Linked DNA regions of Sus scrofa: regions 1 and 2 are each linked to region 3. The links are chromatin contacts, called in public HiChIP or PLAC-seq maps. All regions are on one chromosome and are shown on one strand. Each heading gives the region's core, a stretch centred on a gene start, on an enhancer-like site or on the middle of the called end of the contact. The rest is flanking DNA. Distances are from core to core; before and after follow the strand shown.

Region 1 (3,153 bases), core at 553-3,052, 520 kb after region 3:
ACCCACTTGGTGGGACCAGAGATTTAGGATCTCTAACAGGCTCCCTGATTGTAATTTAGTAGTAAGTCCTCTGAAGACACTTCCTGAGTCCCACTGCTGATCTACTGGACTGATTGCTTCAGCTTTTCAGAGCAATGAAGAAATCAGGCTGGAATAAGATGCTCCAAAACCTCCTGCTTCTCTTCAACACCCCCCATTCCTCATTTCCACCCCCAGCCCACCCACACACACATCAGAAAACTAAGAGAATTTAACTAACAGAAAAATAATCAGGGCAGAGCAAAGATTTCCTTCAATCATTAGATATAACGGGGCACCATATGTCAGATGCTAGGGGAAACAAAGATGATTAAGACAGGACCTTAGCCTTGAGTTGATCACAAACCAGCAGAGAAAACACACATAGATAACTCACAAGTGGAAAGGAACTAAGATAAAAGAACCACAGAGGGAGGAGTTAACTCTGTAGGGAAAGAGTGATGGTCTAGAAAAGTGATTCTTTTGGGGTTTTTTTAGGGCTGCACCCATGGCATAGAGAAGTTCCCCGGCTAGGGGTTCAACTGGAGCTACAGCTGCCAGCTTCCACCACAGCCACAGCAGCGCCAGATCTGAGCCACATTTGTGACCTGCACCACAACTCACAAAGCCAGATACCTAACCCACTGAGCGAGGCCAGGGATCAAACCCACTTCCTCATGGATACTAGTCGGGTTCATTACTGCTGAGCCATGTCGGGAACTCCAACACTGATTTTTTTATTTTATTTTATTTTATTTGTCTTTTTGTCTTTTCCAGGGCCACACCGGCAACATATGGATGTCCCCAGGCTAGGGGTCTAATCAGGGCTGTAGCTGCTGTCCTACACCAGAGCCACAGCAATGCTAGATCCAAGCTGCGTCTGAGACCTACACCACAGCTCACCACAATGTGGGATCCTTAACCCACTGAGTGGGGCCAGGGATCAAACCCGAAGTTTCATGGTTCTTAGTTGGATTCGTTAACCACTGAGCCACTACGGGAACTCCCCAGGTTTATATATTTTTTTAATGAAGTTAGGTGCAGTTAGTGTAAAGATAGCTGGGCAGATTAAAGCAATGACGAGATTCCGTGGTAGTCAACAGTGCTGATTCATCAAATACATCTGGTTCTCCCTCCCTGGAGTGAATGTTCTTCCTGGCCCCTCTGTGTTTGGGTAGGGCCTTATGACTCATTTCCAACCAATGAGTTGTAAATTAAAGTGCCCAGAGTCACTTTAATTGCCAGCGCGAGACCCTCTAGCGTTCTCTCATTATGGCAGGGCAACTCATCCGCCTGGGTTTCTAAGTAGCTCCACAGCGACCCCAGCTGCCCCAGCTGGATTCCTAACCCAGGATTCTTAACACATTGAGCCTCAGGGGGAACTCCATTTTAATGTTTATTGCTGAGTGATTTGTAGTGGCTAAAAACTGAAAACTAGATTTCAAAATATGGGTTATTATGTCATATTATGAAATATTGTGCAACTGCCAAAAAGACAACTTTTCATCCTTTTTGGCTCTTGGCAATACTGCCACCACTTGGAGTGGTGGAAGAGGCGGAGCTTCTGCAATGCACCCCAGGCCACGCCTACTTTAGCCAGACTCTTCTCACGTGTGCTCCGGGAGGCTCCGCTTTGACGCATGCGTATTAGGCGGCGTTTCTCACCCTTTTAGGGGCGCCCTGCCTCTTTGAATTTGACCCCGTCAGGCTACCGTCGTGGCGACCGGAACAGCGCCTCAGGTTTGCTTCCGGCGTCTTTTTTTTTTTTTTTTTTTTTTTCTTCCCCTTCCCTCCCTCACGCTTCTTCCCCTCCCCCTGCTCCCTTTTCCCTTCGGTTTCGTTCTTTCCTACCGAGGCCGACCCCTGAATCGTGGGGTCTGGTCGGTGAGAAAGAGCCATCGTAGCTGGAAGCAGGGAGGTGTGGGAAACACTGTTAATTGAGGTATTTGGAGACCAAGGGCTTATCTCGAATGGTTTGTTTGTGGTGGGAGGTCGGGTGAGGATGGGTAGGAAGTCTTCCCTGAGAGACTATCGGGGGCGGGGTTGAGCTGGGTTCGCGGGTGGGTGGGACGCACCCCTAAAATGAGTAACACGGGGGTGGGGCGGCGTGTGGGCAAAAGAAAAATGGAGACGGTGAAAATTGGCACTGGGGTCGCGCGGCATTCTGGCGTCAGTTTTGTTTGAACCGTTTGATCAGGAAAGCAGTTAACACCAAAGTGTGGGGGCGTTTGAATTGACGATTTGAGGCAGCCACATTTTTTATTCCCAAATTGTTTTATTTCTTTTCACTTTGGGGAAACCTCTTTGCTGCAAGCTTTTGTCTGCTTAAGTATTACAGACTTTTTAAAAATGTAAATTGCCATGTGAAAGCAAAGTAATGTAGGGGGAAAAGTAATTAAAAAGAAATTATTGAGTTACAGACCAAATCCTCTGCTCCAGGTGGGGATATTTACTCAGGTTAGTCATGGTGTGCAAACAGGGATATATCAAATTAGTTAATTAAAGAACACAGGTCACAGAAATCTCTTCGATATGTTGATTCTCTTCAGTTTCCTAAAACATTTTAGATAGCTCCCTGTTGCGTAATATGTGTTCTCCACGCCCTCTCAAACTTTTTCGTTTTATTCAGGTCTGTAGTCTAGCCTGCAAGAGGTGAGAACTGCAAAATCTCAGCTTCAGACACTGGAGAATGGGGAGAAAGAACATGGAATCAAACCTACCTATATATATTTGAGTAACAAATAGCAGAGTAGAAATGAGTTTTGTTAGGTCACTGAAATTCTGTATTGTCGTTATAGTAATTTTAGTTTCCTGCTCTCTATATAGAGGACAACAGTATGTCCTCCCTCCCTGGGTGCATTGGTTTGGATGCAGCAGCAGCTGCAATGGAGTCTGAAGAAATTGCAGAGCTGCAACAGGCAGTCGTTGAGGAACTGGGTATCTCTATGGAAGAACTTCGACAGTTCATTGATGAAGAATTGGAAAAGATGGACTGTGTACAGCAGCGCAAGAAGCAACTAGCAGAGTTGGAGACTTGGGTAATACAGAAGGAATCCGAGGTGGCCCATGTTGACCAGCTCTTTGATGATGCATCCAAGTAAGGACCTTTTGAGAAATAGAAGGAAATCTGTCCAT
Region 2 (3,287 bases), core at 779-3,278, 600 kb after region 3:
GTAGCCACCGGCCTACGCCAGAGCCACAGCAACGCAGGATCTGAGTCGCGTCTGCAACCTACACCACAGCTCACGGCAATGCCGCCGGATCGGTAACCCACTGAGCAAGGGCAGGGACCGAACCCGCAACCTCATGGTTCCTAGTCGGATTCGTTAACCACTGCGCCACGACGGGAACTCCATCTGGGTCATTTTAGATGTCAGCCCTTGGACCTGTTTAACCTGCTCTTTACCAGCACTAAGCATAGACATTTCATTAACACCATGGATAGTAAATGATAAAAGGCCACAAAGCCCTGCCCCCTGGAAAATATCTCCCTGCAACTTCCTTGCTCCCCTTTCCCCCTTGATTGGGTGAGAAAAAGGGAGAAATTAAACTTGCTAGAAATCTTTTCTCTTGCTTCCTCCTAACCTGAGACTATGCTTCCTCTTGCAATCCCTTGCAATCTGGCAGGAATTTAGGGCTAGGGTAAAGCCTGGGAAGTGAAGCTGAAGAATATAAAAGTCACCAAAATAAGCCTAGTCACCCAAATTGATCATCCTCCTGATTCAAATATAATTTATGCTATCTGCATCTCATTTACATGTTGTTAATTTAGAAGAATCAGAGTATAGCAAAAATTGCCTGCAGGCCTGACACTTTTTTTTTTCTCTCTCTGTCTTCTTTTTCCTCCTTTCCCAAATGACACTTAGGATGAGCCTGGGAAGCAGAAACAAGAGCCTGGGAACACTTTTTTTAAAGCTTAGAGAAAAACAGGGAAGAAAAGAAAAGATCAATAATTAAGTGGGGGCTGGGCAGCTAGCTGGCCAGACAGGTAAACCAAAAGAACCCAGGAGCTGGACACCGGAGGAAGCTGGGTCTCAGAGAAACTGGGCAAAGTTGGATGGGCTAAGTCTTCAGAATAGAGGCAGGAAGCGTGATGGAGAATTTCTCCTCTTCAAGGTACCTGCCTGGTGCTCCTTCAGAGCAGGAGAGAATGAGGGAGCACAGGTACTCAAACAAATCAGGATTTCTCTTTCTTTTTCCTCTTAAATCCAACACATTTTCTCCAGCTGGAATTATCCTCTGGTGGTGAGTGAGAGGTAAAGCAGCCCAGACCCACCCCTAGCCAGCGGCAGTAAGTAGCCAAAAGTTGGAAGAAGCATATACAACTGGTACCCAGCTTCCACAAGACGCCCCCCACCCGCACTCCCTAGGAACTTTACTCTCCCCTCAAGTGCTTTACTGTCCCCCTCTAATCTCTTTCTCGCTCTGATGCAAATCGTCACAGAACTAATGGTTTAGAAGTTCTCCTCAGAGTTAAGTCAACGACGGTGCCTTGTCTACGTGCTAGCAAGGGAGAGGGGGAAGGTGTCATTAAAAGGAAGAAATACAGGGACCCAAGCAGCGTCTTTTACATATTCCTTCTGCCTGAACGCCTCTCAAAATCTAAACGTGTAGAGACCCAACGTGGAAGAACAGTCAGTGTCACCTCCCCAGGGCTAAAGAGGAAACAGAGGACTGGGGATTAGGAGAAGAGGTGAAGGAAATGGTTCAAAGTTTTTACCTTAAAGAAGTGGGTGCTGTTCCAGGACACAGAAGGAGGGTGCAGCTCTGGCAATACGATGGGGCAGGTGGGTGCAGTGAGGGGCGCCACCACACTCCCAGCTGCCTTCCAGCTGTCAAAGCCAGAGCTCGCACAGGTTTACACGGGTTTGTGCGCAGCAGTCTTGGCCGGATGGTGGCCACTTCCGGACTCACGCCCACGGCCGGCCGGGGGCACTGGAAGAGGGTGGAGACCGGCAGGAGTGCAGCCCAGGTACTCCCAGGTCGCTCAGAGCGTCTCCAGGATTTCTGAGTCGCCGAGTCTAGGGCGTGCGCTCCAGGCCCAGTCTAGCGAGCTGGTTTTCAAAGGAAGTTTGTGGGTTTTCTTTTTTCTTCTTTCTCTCTCTCTCTCTCTCTCTTTCCCGTCGGGACAAAGAAAAATCAGTCAAGGACAAGCTTCTGGGAGGAGGAGGAGCCAGGCCAGCACTGGAGGATTTCCATTAGGGCTTTCTGACCTGGTCAGCAGCTTGGTGATCAGCAGTGAGAGAGAGAGAAACAGGAGAGAAAAACAACAGACCCTTTCTCCTCCCTCCGCCTGCCGCTGGAAGGGACGGAGCGCTTGTGCCTCTCTGGTGAGAAGAGGGAAAAGCAAGGGCCCTTGCTGAGTGGGGAGGAGGAGCAGGGCCGGACAGCAGCAGCTTGTTGGATCTGGGCTTTCTCTCTAGGTACAAAAGTCCTTTGCTCTGGATCCACAGAGGCAGGCCAGACAGCGTGATATTAGCATAATTACTCATTTAAAGTGAAAAATCCTTATCCTTTCAAAATCCTTACTATATCTCTTTTTTGTTTGTTTTTTGTTTTTTAGGGCCGCACCTGCGGCACATGGAAGTTCCCAGGCTGGGATCTAATCAGATCAGCAACAAAGGATCTGAGCTGCATCTGCCACCTACACCACAGCCTACGGCAATGCCAGGATCCTTAACCCACGGAGCAAGGCCAGGGATCGAACCCGCAACCTCATGGTCCCTAGTCGGATTCGTTTCCGCCGCACCGCAACAGAAACTCCCTCACTTTTTTTTTTTATAGTTAATAATGATTTTTATTTTTTCCATTATAGCTGATTTACAGTGTTCTGTCAATTTTCTGCTGCACAGCAAGGTGACCCAGTAACACATACACGTATTTGCTCACTTTTTTAGTCTAGAAACCAGTTGGGCTATGCCCCTGGTAGTGCAGAGAGGGTGTGTAAGAAGCCCCAGGCTCTGGGAAGAGTGAAGCAGGGAGAAAACTAGCTGAGCAAGCAGGAGCTTCAATATCCCTCTGCTCCGGTCCTTGTTCCCACCACAGGCCTCAGCTTCTCATCTATCACCTCCTCTCAATTCCGAGCTTGGGGAGCAGGAAAAACTGGTGTGAGGTTGGTGGTAGGAAACAAAGGGATTCATTAATAAATGAGGGAACATTTGATGAAAAGAGTACATTTATCACGGAGTTCCCATTGTGGCACAGTGGTTAACGAATCCGACTAGGAATCATGAGGTTGCGGGTTCGATCCCTGGCCTTGATCAGTGGGTTAAGCTGTGGTGTAGGTCACAGACAAGGCTCAGATCCCATGTTGCTGTGGCTCTGGCGTAGGCCGGCGACTACAGCTCCGATTAGACCCCTAGCCTGGGAACTTCCATATGCCACAGGAAGCGGCCCTAGAAAAGGCAAAAAGACAAAAAAAAAAAAAAAAAAGCACATTTTCTGCAGTATTCTGCACTAC
Region 3 (3,412 bases), core at 54-2,553:
GTTACTAAATGTTCCTAAAGTGAATTGAATCAAAATGGGGAATACAAAAGCAGAGAGACATAAAATGAACTCACCCTGTGGGTTGGATTGAAGGGAACACACCAAGTGACAAAGTGGGAGAAAGGGTATGGCATATAGAACAGGGAAAGAGACTACCTGCTTCCCCCCTTCTCCCATCCTGTGTGCAGAAAGTTGAGAAAGAGGTGAGGTGAGGTCAGTCCTTAGCTGAGGGGAAGTAACTGGCCTTGACTGAAGGTTTTGTTTTTTTTTTTTTTTTTTCTTTTTTTCAGAAGCATTGCAGCAGGTGCTTTGAGAGTTAGACGATGGTGTTGATATTGCTCTCATACTTCATAGTCTAAAGCAGAGGAGAGAGAGAATTTTCTCTCTTTTTTAATTTTTTCTTAAAAAAATGCTCATCCTCTCCTCAGAATATTTTGACTGTGAAGAAATAGATTGTGATGAAGTCTCAGTGAGAAGGGCAGCTCTGGGTGATGACAGTTAGGGACAGTAAGAGCTAAGTTGAGCTTTTTGTGAGGACTGGGAGCAAGAAAGGAAAGGAGAGGAGTTGGGGGGGCGGGATTCCTTGATAGGCTGGGTTTTGGGGTTTGAGGTTTTTGTTTGTTTGTTTGTTTGTTTTGTTTTGTTTTGTTTTGCCATACTATACCTGCAGCATGCAGAAGTTCCTGGGCCAGGGAATCCCCACCATAGCAGCCACCCCAGCTGCTGCAGTGAAACACTTAACAAGGATCTTTAACCTACTGAGTCATAAGAGAATTCTGTTTGGGTTGGGGTTTTTTGGTTTGTTTGTTTGTTTTCTGGAAATGGCAGCAGGAGTCCTGAATGAATCTAGTCTATGTAGGGCTGGGGGAGCTCGATGAACACGTTTCCATCAAAATTCACTTTGCCTCTTGGGAGTTCCCTGTGTGGCTGAGTGGTTAACGAACCCGACTAGTATCCATGAGGACTTAGATTCCACCCCTGGTCTTGCTCAGTGGTTTAAGGATCCAGCATTGCCTTGAGCTGTGGTGTAAGTGGAAGACAGGCTAGGATCCCGAGTTGCTGTGGCTGTGGCGTAGGCTGGCAGCCACAGCTCCAATTTGACCCCTACCCTGGAAACCTCCATGTGAGGAGGGTGGGGCCCTAAAAAGACAAAACACAGAAAAAAATAATAATAATTCACTTTGCCTCTCTTGATCTGTGGAGCTCTGGCTCAGAACCCTGGCGGTAGTAACTGAAGTTCTAGTCAGTCAGCAAGTGGGCAGGGAATGCCCCAGCCCCCTGGGAGAAGAGTTGCTGCAGCTCCCTCCTTGCCTTGGGGGAGGGCCGGAGGCGGGGAATGTTTGGTGGGAAACGCTGTAACTTCCTTTTTTACTTGCAAGGCAATAGTGAAGAATCCAGAATGGATGTCCTCTTTGTAGCCATCCTTGCCGTGCCACTCATCCTGGGTAAGTTCACATCTCTCTCTGAGCTTTTGGGCCAGGTCTTCTACAATAAGCAGGATGGGAGAAAAGAAAATGAGGGGAGGGTGGGAGGTAAGAAGTTAATAAGGAGTGATTAACGTGCTCTCGAGTGTGTTAGATATTTGGGGCAGAGGGGGGAACTGGAAATTAGAGCCAGGCATGGGAGAGGAAAGCAGAGCCTTGTCAAAGAAGAGGCAGCTGATGGGGATGGAGCCCAGCCATGGGGAAGTCCTAATAAGAGTGAGCTCAACTCACCATCACCACGGAATTGAACGAGATGAGAAAGACCAAAGTGAGAGTGGAGAGAGGTAGACTCTTTGAAGGTGGGGCAGTCTGAAACTAGAGAGGGAAGCCAGGGTATCTTCTTTCACATCAAGTTGGAGGAAAAAAAAAAAAAATTCCTTGTATTAGTAAAGACACAGAAGGAGTGGCCTTAAGGATAACGAGTACTGGCTGCCTTCAGGGACGGGGTCCCCAAAGTAGCTTGGCTCCTTCCCTCTTTTGTTCCCCGTCTGCCAGGTGCTCTCATTGTTTGCCTTTCCTCCAGATTCCTGTGTCATTGCTTGGGGTAAGAGAGAGCTTTCAAGGAGCTTAGGGAAATGTTTAGCAGGAGGCCTAGAGTTCATGACCAAACCATACCAAAGATGCATATTTTTAGTCCTAGAAAGGAAAAGCTAATGCAGCCAGATCATTTAGTCCAGCTGACTCATTTTAAGAAAAGGGATGTTAGACGGCTTGTTCAGAGATATTCCAGAGTTAGAGGTAAAATTGGAACAAAAACCCGAGTTCAGAAACCAGAAAAAAACCCACAATAAAACCTAAATTTTGGGGACTTCCCTTTGTGGCTCAGCAGTTAACGATCCTGACAAGGATCCATGAGGATTTGGGTTCGATCTCTGGCCTCACTCAGTGGGTTAAGGATCCGGCGTTGCCATGAGCTGTGGTGTAGGCAGGCAGCTGTAGCTCCAATTCAGCCCCTAGCCTGGGAACTTCCATATGCTTCAGGTACGGCCCTAAAATGACAAAAGACAAATAAACAAAACACAAATTTCACCGTGGAGTTCTCTTGTGGCACAGTGGGGTTAAGGACCCGGCGTTGTCATTGCAGCCGTGTGCAATGACACTGCTGTGGTGTGGGTTTGATCCTTGTCCTGGGAACCTCCATATACTGCAGGCACAGCCAGAAAAAAACCACAGTAAAACATAAGCCTAAGGCTGTGTGTGTGTGTGTGTGTGTGTGTGTGTGTGTGTGTGTGTGAGAGAGAGAGAGAGAGAGAGAGAGAGAGAGAGAGAGGGAGAGGGAGAGGGAGAGGGAGAGGGGGGAGAGAGAGAGAATTAGTTGTGGAAGACACTGATAAGAGAAAGTCTTTCACAAATATAATAGGCCTGGAGTATACTGAGGAGTACATTTGGAGTTCTTTCTTAATTTCTGGTCTCTGATTCCTTCCTTTTTTAGGATTAGTTTGGGTTACAGTATGTGGAGGGACCCGTTTTCTATTCTGGGGGTTCCCAAATGGAAAGAGCACTGAGTAACAGGCCTTGACACAGATATGGAGCCCAGAAGACTGATAAGGGTTTAGAGGTGCAGAGGCAGGGAGATAGTAGAGGGGAGGCAGAAATAAAGGAAACTGACTCAGCTGATGTAAACTTCAGGCATCATTCTGTTGCTAAGGGGTTCCAGATGCCCCTTGACCTCTAGTTCTTGTTCCCCTAGGACAAGAGTATGAGGATGAAGAAGGACTGGAAGAAGATGACTATTATCAGGTGGTCTATTATTACACAGTCACACCCAACTATGGTGAGTATGTATAAGGTTCTGACCCTTTGAAGGATGGAGAGAGACTTGGGAGATGATTAGTTCTGAGACTCTGCCTTTCCTTTTGGTGTGAAACAATTGCATCAGAAGGAAATTTGGCTCTGAGCAAAGACTATCAAGGCTCATGAGGTTATTT

Evidence for each region. HiChIP or PLAC-seq counts read pairs in DNA pulled down with a chosen protein or histone mark.
Region 1: an H3K27ac HiChIP or PLAC-seq map of alveolar macrophages shows a contact between it and region 3. The contact joins the promoter of SETDB1 here to the promoter of C4H1orf54 in region 3. A contact is called at or near these places in 1 of 47 Hi-C or Micro-C datasets (embryonic fibroblasts) and 1 of 2 datasets of contacts at active chromatin or transcription factors (alveolar macrophages).
Region 2: a contact with region 3 is called in an H3K27ac HiChIP or PLAC-seq map of alveolar macrophages. The contact joins the promoter of PRUNE1 here to the promoter of C4H1orf54 in region 3.

The regions. Positions count from the first base shown.
Region 1 is chr4:98,291,719-98,294,871 of Sscrofa11.1, reverse strand. SETDB1 (histone-lysine N-methyltransferase SETDB1) reads left to right here and starts at 1,802. Exons shown (of 22, transcript XM_005663488.3): 1 at 1,802-1,960; 2 at 2,845-3,115. The coding sequence starts at 2,856.
Region 2 is chr4:98,217,603-98,220,889 of Sscrofa11.1, reverse strand. It overlaps PRUNE1 (protein prune homolog), which reads left to right and starts at 2,028. Exons shown (of 9, transcript XM_013997183.2): 1 at 2,028-2,157. MINDY1 (ubiquitin carboxyl-terminal hydrolase MINDY-1) reads right to left here and starts at 2,274. Exons shown (of 10, transcript XM_001929665.7): 1 at 1,548-2,274.
Region 3 is chr4:98,812,518-98,815,929 of Sscrofa11.1, reverse strand. C4H1orf54 reads left to right here and starts at 1,303. Exons shown (of 6, transcript XM_001924595.5): 1 at 1,303-1,445; 2 at 3,175-3,258. The coding sequence starts at 1,337.